Regions from separate parts of the Mus musculus genome. Here region 1 is linked to region 2. The links are chromatin contacts, called in public Hi-C maps. All regions are on one chromosome and are shown on one strand. The core of a region is the stretch at or near the end of the contact, and the rest is flanking DNA. Distances in the headings are between cores, read along the strand shown. Region 1 overlaps 4931428L18Rik (RIKEN cDNA 4931428L18 gene). Region 2 overlaps Gm29669 (predicted gene 29669).

What was found. A called contact is a pair of places that touch in the nucleus more often than the background predicts.
Region 1: a Hi-C map of the N1E-115 cell line shows a contact between it and region 2, with 5 times the contacts expected there. The contact joins two enhancer-like sites. A contact is called at or near these places in 14 of 484 Hi-C or Micro-C datasets (the AML12 cell line, the C2C12 cell line, the N1E-115 cell line and 7 more) and 3 of 115 datasets of contacts at active chromatin or transcription factors (bone marrow-derived macrophages, fibro-adipogenic progenitors and pancreatic cancer cells).

Annotation. Positions count from the first base shown.
Region 1 is chr1:31,152,474-31,155,800 of GRCm38.p6, reverse strand. All of the region lies in intron 2 of 4931428L18Rik (RIKEN cDNA 4931428L18 gene), which reads left to right. Among named protein-coding and RNA genes, the nearest start is that of Lgsn, 22 kb to the left of the region's middle. Within about 2 kb of position 1,695, at least 39 of the 459 cell types and tissues checked have an H3K27ac peak or open chromatin away from gene starts, as enhancers often do. A contact at or near this core is called in the C2C12 cell line, the N1E-115 cell line and pancreatic cancer cells, where this site is marked.
Region 2 is chr1:31,056,708-31,060,021 of GRCm38.p6, reverse strand. All of the region lies in intron 1 of Gm29669 (predicted gene 29669), which reads left to right. Among named protein-coding and RNA genes, the nearest start is that of Gm29669, 38 kb to the left of the region's middle. Within about 2 kb of position 1,686, at least 36 of the 459 cell types and tissues checked have an H3K27ac peak or open chromatin away from gene starts, as enhancers often do. A contact at or near this core is called in the C2C12 cell line, the N1E-115 cell line and pancreatic cancer cells, where this site is marked.

The sequences.
Region 1 (3,327 bases), core at 446-2,945, 96 kb before region 2:
CCAAACTGAAGTTATCCTACAAATGTTGTTATATATTCAGGTCTCAAATCCATTAAGGTAGAAAAATTATCCAGGAGAGCCTGCCATAATCGTGACTCCCAGACTGTCTAGAGATGTACAGCAGGAAAACTCAGAGAGGGCCAAAGAGTAAAGCACATCTGAGATGAAACTATAACAGGCTAAGAGAAAGTGACCTTTGGAATCTTAGCTGCTGAGGCCAAAAAACAAGGAAAAGACATCTTTTGGTTACATCCATCGGTGCTTCCTCTGATCCTGTAGGTCTGATGTCCTAGAGTGTGACTCTGATAAATTCTGTACTAAGGACTTCATGATATTGAATATGGCACCTAGTGAAGGCCAGTCTTAGCTGGAGACTCCGTGAAACAGTGTACTTCCAAACTCATTCAGGAAGGGAAAGTAGAAAAGATTGACTGCTTAAGACACAAATTAATTATGCTAACTCATAAGAGACAGTATAAGTGAGTCAACTTTGCAATTAAGAGAACTAATAGAAGGTTATTTTTGCTAGATGGGGGACATTTATGCACAAGTACTTCAATTTTCTTGTGTCCAAATTTCCGTATCTGTAATATGGAAACAAGTACTTTATTAATTATTTTACAGACCACATCTCCTAGTACGTCCAAAGCATTACAGACAAGAAAACATTTAATATATTTTACTTAACCCTAACCTTGGTTCTGCCATAACCATGAGTCTATAATGTTATCTCAGATCATTCACAGTAAACCTGAAATTAAGCTAAGAGCTTTTTGAGGTTTCCTTTGTGTCTGGATTGAATGAATGACATACGGACAACTGCATTCAATGCATATTGTTGAATCATCAAGTACAATTAGGAAAACTAATTAGTAAGAAAGGAAATTGGGTTTTACCCTAATAAAAAAGAATTGACCAGTCACTGCCATCCAATGTTTAGAGTGTCATTGCCTAATAGAATTTGGGATTCCAGTTCCAGTTCCACTCCCAGAGGCATGCATTCACATCCTAAACTCGTGTCTTTATAAGGTGATTAGATCCTGAGGGTGGCAGACTAAATAGCCAACTGGGGATCAGAGAGATCACTGATCTGTCTACAAGTGAAGTAGCCAGGAATAGCCTCACTGACCCCAAATCCTATATCGCTTCTATCTTGTTCTCCTCCTCCTACAGACTAAAGATAAATATTTCTTCTGTATATAACTTATGACATTTTGTTATAACAGTCTGAAAAGACTAAGACTATACCAAAAAACAAACAAACAAATCAATTTCCACAGACTAAAACTCAGTAGCAACCCAGTGATCTTGATTGCTTCAGATTCAATTGGATAATGATGTGCTTTTCAATGAGATTTCAATTACATAAACTGTAGCCTGTCAAAACCCAAAGCTGGTTTTGTTTGTTTGTTTCAGCATGCTAAAGGAAATTTCGAGAAATTTCCCAATCTATAAAAGAAGGATCACTCTCCATGAACGGGTTGGTATTGTACTTAAAAGTAAGTTAATTAAAACGAAAGTGATTTTAAAAGAGAATGGGATTGAGGCAAGGATGAGCTTTCTGGTAAAAGAAATGCAGCTTTGGGGAATTGTTACGTAAGGGAATAATAGCAGCGAGCAAACAGCAGGTGGCAACATCTGCCCAGTCTCTATTCCTGTCACCAGTCCTGTGAGGTGATCACCCTTCCTGTGAGCTAATGATTCACCAAGTGTGGGACTTTCCACAATTCTCTTATCAGAATCGATATTTATGTGAGAGTACATTCCTTGATTGTATTCTTTCTATTTTAGGATATCATGCTTGTTTCTTATCAGAGGACTGCACTAGAATCATTAATCCTAATGACTAATGTTAGATCATTTATCTAACTCCTAAAGGAAGACACAAAACTTCTCCCCTCACGTGGTTTGGACAGATGAGGTCACTGAATTAAGTGAGGTTCGGAATTCACAGAATCAAGAGTATGGAAGTTCTTAAAATCTAAAATATAATGAAGTTCATTAAGAAATAAACTCATAAATTCACTAGCAGATATGCTTGCATACTTGGGAGCCCTGGGGATTATTTTCTTCATCAAAATACATCCTAGAATAAATCAACAGTAGAGTAGACCACACACTAATAATAATAATAATAATAATAATAATAATAATAATAATAATAATATTGTGAATAATACGAACAAAAATGGTTCCTTCCAGGAGGTTGAATAAGAGGCTCAGTGGTTAAGACGGAGTTCCGCTTGTTGATTCCCAGCACCCAAAGCCCACAGGCAAAAAGAAAAAAAAGAAGTCTTCAGGATAGGGTTTTTTTTTTGGGGGGGGGGCTGAGGAGGTATGGAAAAATAAAGAGCCACTGCATCACGTCAACTAGCATATTTTGCTGTCACTGCAGAGACATCTGGAGACATGGGCTGTTTCTTCTCTGAGCACAGCAACCCACTGTTCTCTGTAACCCTGAAACCTGTGATCCTGTGCAGTTCTCACAGGCAAGTCTCCACACGTAAGAGGCTTATGGGGAAATAAAGGCAAAGTCTCTGTGACCTGTGGTCATTCCTCACTGCAGAGGTGCACAGGTGCACTTCTCGGACAGCAGAGGTCAGCAACACAAAGAGAAGAGACAGAGCAATGTGCAAGAGGGCTGCTCTCCAGACATTGTTGTGAACAGAAAAAAAAATGAGTGGCAACTTTGTAACACAGAGAAACACACATACACACTACACATACACACACACACACACACACCTCACATATACATACACACACACATATACATCACACACATGTGCATACACACACCACATATGCACATGCCATAAAAATGCACACATAACACATGCACACACAGCATATACACACACATATGCACATGGTACATATACCACATACACATTATATATATATATATATATATATATGTATATATATATATATATATATATATACCATGAGCTATACAAATATACTGCATAATATATATATATGTATATATATATGCTGCATATACTATGTATTTATACCATACATACACATATACAAACACACATACATGTACACATAGACATTCCACACACATTATACACACTATATATTTTCTACATACAATATATACATACCACACATACATCACACATACACCAACTATATACACCTACACCCACATATACACACATACAATTCATCCTGCACACAATTACTTGGTCCTCAGCACCCAGCAGAGCCTCTAGATCACCTGGATCTGCCCCTGGCAATGATGCCTTTAGGATGTGACCAGGGATGCATAAGACTCTTCCTAAAAAGTACTTCCTATTAAAATATTTTTAAAGA
Region 2 (3,314 bases), core at 437-2,936:
ATGTCTGGACCAGTTGTGTCACTCACTCCAACTGTTATTGTGGGGAAAACAGCCAAGTCCTTAGCAAGGAAGAACTCAGTGCTGAGGAACTGACTTCCAAGAGAATGCTTCTGCATGGGGACACATCAAATATCCTCAAATGCCTCTCCAGTCACACCTACATCTTGAAAAGGAAAGACACAGATTAATTTTATGCCTCTCACCTACTTACAGTTTCACTTAAAGAAGACATTTGCTCTTTTAACTTTTCAAATTTAAACCATGATATGCTCCATCAAAGTCAAATTTCTCTGGATTTCCTTTCAAAAGCTATTTCAGTCTGGCCCCCCAGACTCACGCAGTAAGTCCCCGGAGGGTAGGACATAGCGATCTGCTTCCACCAAGCTCCCAAATAGATCTTGTATGCAATAAAATTTGTACAAACTTTTGGGAAGTTGATGAATAACTCCTAACCAAAATACCTTCTTTGCTGTATGGATGGGGAGGATAAGATTATTGCTAAGGCAGCAGGAAGAGAAATTTTAGCAGTAATGTTTTCAAGATACTCCTAGACATTCACCGAAACATAGTTATGAATACTTTCACTATTTCCTAGGAGACTGTGGACTCTTCTATAAAAGTCAAAAGCACGGATCCTAGTGGGAATTCATCTTCCACATGATGTTCTCATTGTCAGCATTTTTTTCCAGAGGTGAACATACTACTAGCAACCAAACAGATCCTGAACACCAGCCGCCATGATGTCTGCCAAGTCAGTCAGCTTGCCAAGTTTCCATAGATTCAATCAGGAAGGAGACAATAAAGCCATATTCATCAGTGCCGTTTATTATACATGGCAGAGCTGAGCAACATGCTCACACAATGCCTGTGGCAGAGAAGCAGATGTAGCTAAGGTAGGAGCTGCACACCAAAGGGGTCACTCTTTTAAAGGAGCTACTGGGAAATCTCACCCCTATAGAAACATCACATTTATTGCCCTAATTGGAAAGTCTGTCTGCCTCTGACTCAGAGAGAGATACTATCTTTATAACCCTGGACTATGTCCAATTAGAGGAGGGAATGAAATTTATTAACTTAGACAGGAAGTAAATCTGCTTGCTCCCTGTCCTACAGCAGCTTTGCAAGTGCCCTAAAACAAAGTTGTCAATCTTCCAATCTCAAAATCACCCAGACAAGCAACACTAATATTAATGTATCTTGCTTTGGCTTTGGTGGCTCAAAAGTTAACCAGGGCATTAAAGGACTCAAACTTATCTTCTCTTATGGACTTCAAAGAACAGAGCTTTCTATTTAATACTTTTTTAGCAATGTGAGCACAGACCTCAAGCTTTGTTAGTGATGGATCATTTCCCAAGCAAAATCTTGGAAGACACTCCAAAAAAAAAAAAAAAAAGAGATGTCTGTATTTCCACTGTGAGCTGAACTTCACAGCAGACCCTTCCCTATGTCATTGAAAGCTAGATTCTGGTCCAGGTTGGCCACTTGGAAGATCCCCCACATCCCAAAACCCAGTTAAAAACTATGGCTGTCCTGAAAGAATAGTTGTTAAGTTATAGTCACCAGGCCTCCCCATAGCAGATTGGTAGGTTGTCAAGCTCTAAGCAAAGGGACACGTGGATGATTTGTAACAGTTCTGACATCAGTTGGGACACAGGAAATGCTGGTGGTTTTAATTAGACGCTCGTCACTGACACATGTAGTTTAGTGCCCATTAACAAGAAATATGGCCAAAGGTGGCTTTAAGGAGTAGCCATCTCTATGCTCTTTGGATTACTTATTCACTCATATGTTTTATTTAGCAAGAAACTGATACTAGTGGATTGTGGTGAGGCATGGTATAATGCGCTCTCTGAAGTCTTGGGAAGTGCATGAGTTCAAGGCCACCCTAAGCTGCATAGCAAGACCTTTGGTAGGTATAGATAGGTTAAATGATAGAGATAGTTAGACAGACAGATGGACAGACAGACAGGCTGACTGACAGATAGATGCTACTAAATATCCTATATCTTGTAGCATGAAAATATTAAGACGTGACCTAAATGGGACTCTCGCATGTGCCACATATCTGTAATATTATAGCACATAGTACACAAAAGCAGTAGTTCAAGGTCATTCTCACCTACATAGCAAGTTCAAGGCCAGCCTAAACTACATAAGACCCTATCTCTAAAATAACGGGATATGATCCCAACAACAGAAGGGGAAATCAAGGAAATATTACACAGACAAAAAAAAATGTGTAATTTTTGTAATGGTAAGAATGCATGCCTTAAGGTCAGTTTGTCTCTATCTGACCTGTTCTGCCTGAGACAGTCACCGAGAGCACATGCAACAATCCTTTAGGTGGGTGTCAGGAACAGTTTCTTTTAATCTACTGGTTTGGGTGGTAATCCATTTTTTAAATTCTTATCTCCTGCTCTAATGCTAAAATCATATAATCTGTGAGCCAATACTTCACACCAGGGAGGCCTCTTAATATTAATAATATCCAGCTGCTTTTCTGACAAGGAACCTGTGCAGAGATGAATTGCTTTTAAGAGAAGTAAGAGTCTTGGAGTTTGATATTGAGAATATAAACCTTTCATCACAAATGATGACGACTACTACAATATTTCATGCTCTAAAAATATCCTTCAGTTAGCTTTCCCTAGCTTCATACGAGCTAAATCCTTTTGCAAGTGAGGAAAGGCAGAGGTAGTACTGCTAGCTAATTTACCCAGCATGCTTCAGGTATTTAAAAAAAAAAAGAGCAGTAAACCTACATCCATTCTTAGCCAATCCAAGGCTCTGCTTCCGTGCTTCCATAAGAAGGGAGTCATTGCAAGTGCCTCTTTGCCCAGCCTTTCTTTCAGCTTTTATCACAAATGCAACTTCATCCAGACAGGGTTAACAGTATACCAGTAATCCCAGAATTTGAAAGGTGAAGATAGCTAGCTAGACACACCAGCTAGCTAGACTAGCAAAACTGGAAAGTACCAGGTAAAGCAGAAAAAACAGAAAACAAAGTAAAAGTGATGGAGAAAGACATCAGACATCAAATGCTGTCTTACACATATCTCTCTCTCTCTCTCATACACACACACACACACACACACAACTATATAACTATATATACAACCAGACAGACTGCATGTGCAACACATACATGCAAATGCACATACAAACATATGCAAACATACATAAACATACAAAAGAAGACTCAAATGTTGAATCTTGACAAAAAAAAAAAAACCTGACATACCTTTTATTGACACCAAACTTTTTGAAAATCATTTAAAAATCAATCATATCCTCTAATTTTGAACTGACGAGCA